2 separate regions of the Mus musculus genome follow, and region 1 is linked to region 2. Evidence: chromatin contacts called from public HiChIP or PLAC-seq data. All regions are on one chromosome and are shown on one strand. Each heading gives the region's core, a stretch centred on a gene start, on an enhancer-like site or on the middle of the called end of the contact. The rest is flanking DNA. Distances are from core to core; before and after follow the strand shown.

The links. HiChIP or PLAC-seq counts read pairs in DNA pulled down with a chosen protein or histone mark.
Region 1: a contact with region 2 is called in an HNF4G HiChIP or PLAC-seq map of pancreatic cancer cells. The contact joins two enhancer-like sites. A contact is called at or near these places in 2 of 115 datasets of contacts at active chromatin or transcription factors (embryonic stem cells and pancreatic cancer cells) and 3 of 9 other capture datasets (adipose tissue, liver and pancreatic islet).

What each region holds. Positions count from the first base shown.
Region 1 is chr5:139,013,356-139,016,623 of GRCm38.p6, forward strand. No RefSeq gene overlaps it. Among named protein-coding and RNA genes, the nearest start is that of Pdgfa, 20 kb to the left of the region's middle. Within about 2 kb of position 1,911, at least 73 of the 459 cell types and tissues checked have an H3K27ac peak or open chromatin away from gene starts, as enhancers often do. A contact at or near this core is called in pancreatic cancer cells, where this site is marked.
Region 2 is chr5:138,897,190-138,900,358 of GRCm38.p6, forward strand. It overlaps the pseudogene Gm31891. Among named protein-coding and RNA genes, the nearest start is that of Gm38726, 36 kb to the right of the region's middle. Within about 2 kb of position 1,387, at least 39 of the 459 cell types and tissues checked have an H3K27ac peak or open chromatin away from gene starts, as enhancers often do. A contact at or near this core is called in pancreatic cancer cells, where this site is marked.

The DNA.
Region 1 (3,268 bases), core at 661-3,160, 120 kb after region 2:
TTGACAAATCTAACTAGCTCAGGTACCATGTCCCAAGGGACTGCCTAGGTTCCCTGGCTCTGAGACCTAGTCCCAAAAGGCCTGCAACCTATATCTGGGTGCCAGAGACAGGGTGTTCTGGACCCTTCCTATTGAGTATGAGCCTGCAGCAGACACCCAGGAAGTTACATTCTGGGGCTTGACACAGGCTATACATATCACAGTTGTGCCCAACTCCAGGTCCTCAGGCCTCCTGGAGTAGATAAGCTATACTACGGGGTCTGTCTGAGACCCTCCCCACATAACCCAGAAGCTCACACTAGAAAGTTTATGTCATGAGATGGTGGGTCAGACATATGGAAAGTCACCTCCCTTGAGATGGCTGCCTGACTCACAAGGGTCCCTGAGCAGGGACAGGGTCTACCTAAGGATACTTGGAGAATGAGGGTCCAGGAGAAAGGTAGCTCCTTTGGGCTAGGATGGGTCCTCTCTAGGTGGCCACATATCAGGGCTACATACAACCCAAGCCATGTGCCAGCAAGAAAGTAGCCAATCTGTGTCTACCAACTGTGGGTACTACAGCTGATGTGCTTGTCATTATGCATGATCAGATGTGATGTTCTATGCCATGATAACTTTGAGCCTGTGAGCTTCTTTTGCTGAGTTAACACACCTTATCCACAATCCCATGCCCTGCTAAAACCAGGCCTTCGAGGCAAATACTCCTCCCCGTTCATGGTGAGATCATCGAAGCTCTGAGAAGTTAAGCAACTTGCCTTTTGCCAAACAGATAATAAAAACTAGGAGCAAGGCTTGATATCACACATCTGCAATCCCAACACCTGGGAGGCTGAGAGGGGAGGATCTCAAGTCTAGACTACACAGTGGCACTGCTAAAGAAGGAAAAGGGGGGAGGGAGGGAGAAGCCATGTTGGGGCATAAATGTAATCCCAGTGCTAGAAAAGTGGAAGATACCTGGGCCTCCATGGCCAGCCAGCCAACCTAGCCTACTTGACAAATTCCAGACCAGTGAGAGATTCTATCTCAAACAAGAGCAATGGTGTTGGGGAGGTGGTTCATTGGGTAAAGTGCTTGATGCACAGACACGAGAACCCAAGTTAGTCCCCAGCACCCATGCAAAAAGCCAGGTGTGGCACTGTGTAGCTGTGATCCTAGCACTGGGCAGCAGAAATAGGGAGGTTCCAGGGACTTGATGGCCAGCTAGCCTAGTAAAAAGGGGGACATGGTTGGAGGAGGTGTATGCACACACATGCGCCCACACGCGCGTGCATATACATTTGTATGGGATTTTTTTGTTTGTTTTTGTTTTTGAGACAGTATCTCACTATGTAGGTAACCCTGGCTGTCCTGGAATTTGCTTTGTAGACCAAGCTGGCCTCATACTCACAGAGATCCCCCTGCCTTGGCCTCCTGAGTGCTAGGATTAAAGACATACACCACCACTCCCAGCTTACATTTGTTTTTATTTTTACTTTAATTTTTAAAGACAGTATAACACTGTTACCCATACTAGCCTCTTAGTCTATGGGCACAGACAGGACACAGACAGGATGAAGCAGGATCATTACCAACCAACTGGAGCTGGAGATGGTGGAGGAGGCCTCAGGCACCAGCTTCCCAATGTGGTGACATCACAGAGGCAAGTGCAGCTAGAAAGCAGCCAGGCTGGGTCAATGAAGACTTCCTGGCAGGACCAGGGCCAGCTGATCTCAGAGGAAGTAAACTAACTGAAAGTAGGGGTGGGGGGAGCAGAAGGGGACACTAAATCTAAAGCTAGGACCAGGGTACTCTGGATGTGAAGTCACCCAGCCCCAGTCTTGCAGGAGGCTGCTGCTTGTCTCCCCAGAATACAGCCAGGGGGCCTGACCTCAACATGAGTCACCCGCCAGCCCAGCTGATTCAGCGGAACTGGGGGAGTGAGGCTGGGACTGTCCATGGACTGAAATGGCCAGCCAAGGTCAGTACTGTCCACTGTCTGGAAGGGCCAGCCAAGGCCATCAGACCAGCAGGGCTGAGCCCCACCTGCTGGCACCCAGCCACAACAGACTTCTGTCTTCATAGTCAGAAAACCCGGGCCTCAAGGAAATGGTTTTGGCAGGGAAGGTGGCTTATGGCTGAGGACTCATAGAAAGGGCTTGGGATGTGGGAAAGAACCAAGGGTGAATGAAAAGTGAACTCGTGTGAATTCATGGATAGGTGAAAAGTGAGCTGAGGAGAATAATAATTCGATGATGGAAGGCTCCCATAATCTGCCCTGCTCTCAAGGCAAGCAAACTGCCCACCACAGCTGGCAAAGGACAGAGACCATAATGAAATGGAGATGTGTTCTCTATCCCAGTTCCCACTTGTACCCATAAGAAATTTGCCCAGTGGCACCAGCCAATCTCTTCCCTCTCAAGGTTTAGTCAGTAGGGTATCAGACATGGGTATGAGGCTGGGGCTGGGCCCTATCTATTTGACTATGCCTAGGACACCTCTAACAAACAGAGGTCTGGCCAACACAGCCCTCCATTTGCACTGACAATGTAGAAATGAAACTAGTTGAACTGAAGCAGGAGGATTTCATGAGCTGGACACCAGTAAGAGCGCTATAGTGAGACTTTGTCTCAAAATTGATAGATGAGAGAGAGAGAGAGAGAGAGAGAGAGAGAGAGAGAGAGAGAGAGAGAGAGAGAGAGAGAGAGAGAGAATGAGGGGAGGGGGAGAGGGAGAGGGAAAGGGAAAGGGAGAAGAAGAGGGGAAGATATTATAGACTTTGGTTTGGATATATGGAGTTACAGAAAGTAGAAGAGTAGGGGTGGGGATGGGGAGTTCATATCTAATGTGTGCAATTTGGAGTAGGAAGATGACCATCTGTAGAAGGGTGTAGTGATAGCTTCAATATACTGTGCATGCAGATAGTAACAAAACACTTGCCATTTTGACTTTATTTGCTTGCTTCTACAAGGATATTGAGCCCACATAAGGCACATGCTTGGCAGCTATTCTACCACAGAGCCATGTCCCCTGCCCCTCACTAGGGGATTCTAGGCATAGACTCTACCACTGAACCACACTCCAGCCGCTCACTGGGGGATTCTTTTTTCTTTTCTTTCTTCTTCTTTTTTTTTTTTTTTTCAAGACAGGGTTTCTCTGTTGTAGCCTTGGCTGTCCTGGAACTCACTCTGTAGACCAGGCTGACCTCGAACTCAGAAATCCACTTGTCTCTGCCTTCCAAGTGCTGGGATTAAAGGTGTGTGCCACCACCACCCAGCACTCACTAGGGGAT
Region 2 (3,169 bases), core at 137-2,636:
CACATGTCAAAAGAGAAAAAAGGTCAGGGCAGTTTGAGCATTATTCATTCATTCATTCATTCATTCATTCATTCATTCACCAAACAAATTCATTACTCCTAGCATATGACAGGAGACAGGTAGAGCCCTGAGAAAGAGACTGGGGAAGAAAAAGAACCTGGGGGTGGAGTCAGGAGGTAAGAAATGCAACAAGCAAAATCATCCTAGATATGAGGATCACCCTAAAACAGGAAGTGGGGTCCCAGGGTAGAGGCAGGGCTGCTGAACAGGAAGTCAGGGAAAGAACTGATCAATGGCTGAGACCTGAATGATAGGGACCAGGTGGTATGTGGATCTGAGAGATGTGTGCAGCAGGCAGACAGCAGATGGGAGGTACAAAGGCCTAGAGCAGGAGAACACTGGGCATACAGATGTGGGTGCTAGGAAGGCTGGCAGAGTTGTGGGCTAGGTGTAAGTGGGTCAGAAAGATAGTCTGACCAAAGCTGCAAGACACACATACACATCAGCCAGGCAGTGGGCCTCTTGGGAATTCATTCCAGTTGAGCACAGTCCAGTTCTCTGCCCCTCTCCTCCCCCACCTTTATGGGACACAGTGATAGCCATGTTTGAGGTCTGTGGCGAAGGCCACACTTGTTCTGGTAGATTCATCTTCTGGAATCCTTTGAACCCAGCAACACTGGAATTTTTTCCTCTCAGAATAGAAGGGAAATGGCTGCCCCAAAGTTAAAGATAGAACCCTGTGGCAAGCCCCTGGTCTTGGGTAACATCTGTCCAGTTGGGCCAAGGAGAGGGTGTGGGCTCTGCTAGGCACAGTTCCTAAGCTTTGAGCAGCTCAGAGCACTGGACCAAGCAAGGTTCCTAGTCATGAGGCCAACACAAGCCAGTGTTGGGTTCCAACAGAGGACATCACTGTGGCCCACACTGTGGCCCACAGCTGTCCTGTTACAAGGGGTAAAGCTAGAGTCTTGGGCCTTCAGTAGACAGTGGGCTGCTTGCCACCGGGCCTCTAAAGTAGATGTGTGGAGCTCAGTGTTGGCTCAGGACCATTTTCCAGGTGGACATGATGGCCACAGGTTGTTAGAGAGCCAGCTGTACACAGAGCATGAGGCTACTGGGGGTCTTAGTCCGGAGTGGGGTCAGACTATAGGCCAAGGGGTGGAGCCCTGACACACCTCAAAGGAAATAGCGATTATAAACTGACAAGACAGATCCTCAAGTTTCACATTTCTAAGAGAGCCTGGGGGCCACCTGAGGATGGGCCCCAATTCCTCTGTGGAGTGGCCATCCCTGGGCGGGCAGGAACCGGCCCAGCCTGGGGCTCCTCTCACCTCCTGCATACCAGGTCTTAGACAGTGTGAGACTGCAGCAGGCCAGCTGGCCCCAGGACACAACTCCCCTGGTTTCCAGCTGTGGTGATCTGACCTACTGTCATCACAAGTGGGGACAAGTTCCCCAGCAGCTCCTGCTGGGGGCCCGCTGATCTCATTGCTGAGGAATGTGTATTTGTCTGCAGGGCACAGCTCGGGGTGAGGACGGGAGAGCTGGGATGGTGCCATGCAGCACTGCTCTGAAGCCAGGCTGTGCCCTCCAGAGTGTTGATGAGACCCCTCAGCCTTCGCCTGACAAGAGCATCGCCCTCTCACTCTGTGCTGGCAGCTGGAGCCCGCTCAGGTTTTGAACGAATGAGCATGGCGGCTTTCTCAGTGCACGAAGGGGCACCTGAGCTCCCAGAACAAACTGGAGGTGACAATAGAGAGGTTCTGACCTGTCACTTAGGCACCTTGGAATTCACTTCCCGTATATATCTTCACCCTGAGGAACCCCTTGCTTTGGTGGTCGGCAGCCCTGTCTGCTAGTGCCATTCTAGCTGAGGTAGAATAAGCCCCATGGGTAGGCTCAGGGGTCCAGTCTACCAGTGTCTGTAAGTAAAGGTTCCTATTGAGCCAGGGTTTCTGGGGCCATGAGTACTAGCCATCGCCCTCCAGGGTGACTGCCCATGGGCACTTATCTGTCAAGGGATGCCTTCATGAGTCCGAGCTCATAGACTATCCCAACCGACAAGGGGAAAAAAAAAGCAAGGTGTCTATTCAAAGCCTCAGAGTTGGCAAGACTCAAGCTTGGACCCTGAAGAGCTTGCAGTTACTCCTGTGGAGACCCAGGGAGGGCACATGGTCTCTGCAGATGTTTTGAGTAGAATGGAGCTGAGGAAGAGAAGGGAGTAGCTGCAGGAGCCATACAGATGAGTGACAGAGCCTGGAAGATACTGAGCAGAAGACAGAGCCCCAGGCCTCAGGCTGGCATCTCCTCCAGTGTCTCTTAGACAGGTAGTTTCTCTGCCACACATGCCTGTCACCACGCCCTCCCCACCCATGGCAGAGCCTGTTCCAAGATAACCAGGCTTCAGAGAAGGTGAATATTTCACTGCCAGCCCTGGGGAAAGGCGGGCAGGGCGTGTGGTGTCAGCCAATTGCTGAGGTGTCAAGAAAATGCTCCTGACATACCTAAGCTGAAGTCACAGGTGATGTCCTTACATCAGGGTTAGGAAGTGATACACAGTAGCACCAACAGACAGCATTTTCATCCTGTTCATGTGACATACATAAATAATCTTAGGAAGAGATGAAGGATATCGCACATAGTCCAAGCTGTATGTGCTTCCTGGGGACAGAACCGAGGACCTCACATGCTGCACAGGAACTCCACTGCCAAGGCACACTTGCCAGCCCCTCACTGGGGGATTCTAGGCAAGGACTCCACCACTGAGCCACGCCCCCAGCCCCTCCCTGGGGGATTCTAGGCAGGGGCTCTACCACTGAGCCACACCCCCACCCCCTCCCTGGGGGATTCTAGGCAAGGACTTCACCACTGAGCCACACCCCAGCTCCTCACTGGGAGATTCTAGGCAGGGGCTCCACCACTGAGCCACACCCCCAGCCCCTCCCTGGGGGGATTCTAGGCAGGGGCTCTTCCACTGAGCCACACCCCCAGCCTCTCACTGGGGGATTCTAGGCAGGGGCTCTACCACTGAGCCACACCCCCAGCTCCTCCCTGGGGGGTTCTAGGCAGGGGCTCTACCACTGAGCCACACCCCAGCCCCTCACTGGGAGATTCTAGGCAGGGGCTCTACCACTGAGCCACACCCCAGCCCCTCACTGGGAGATTCTAGGCA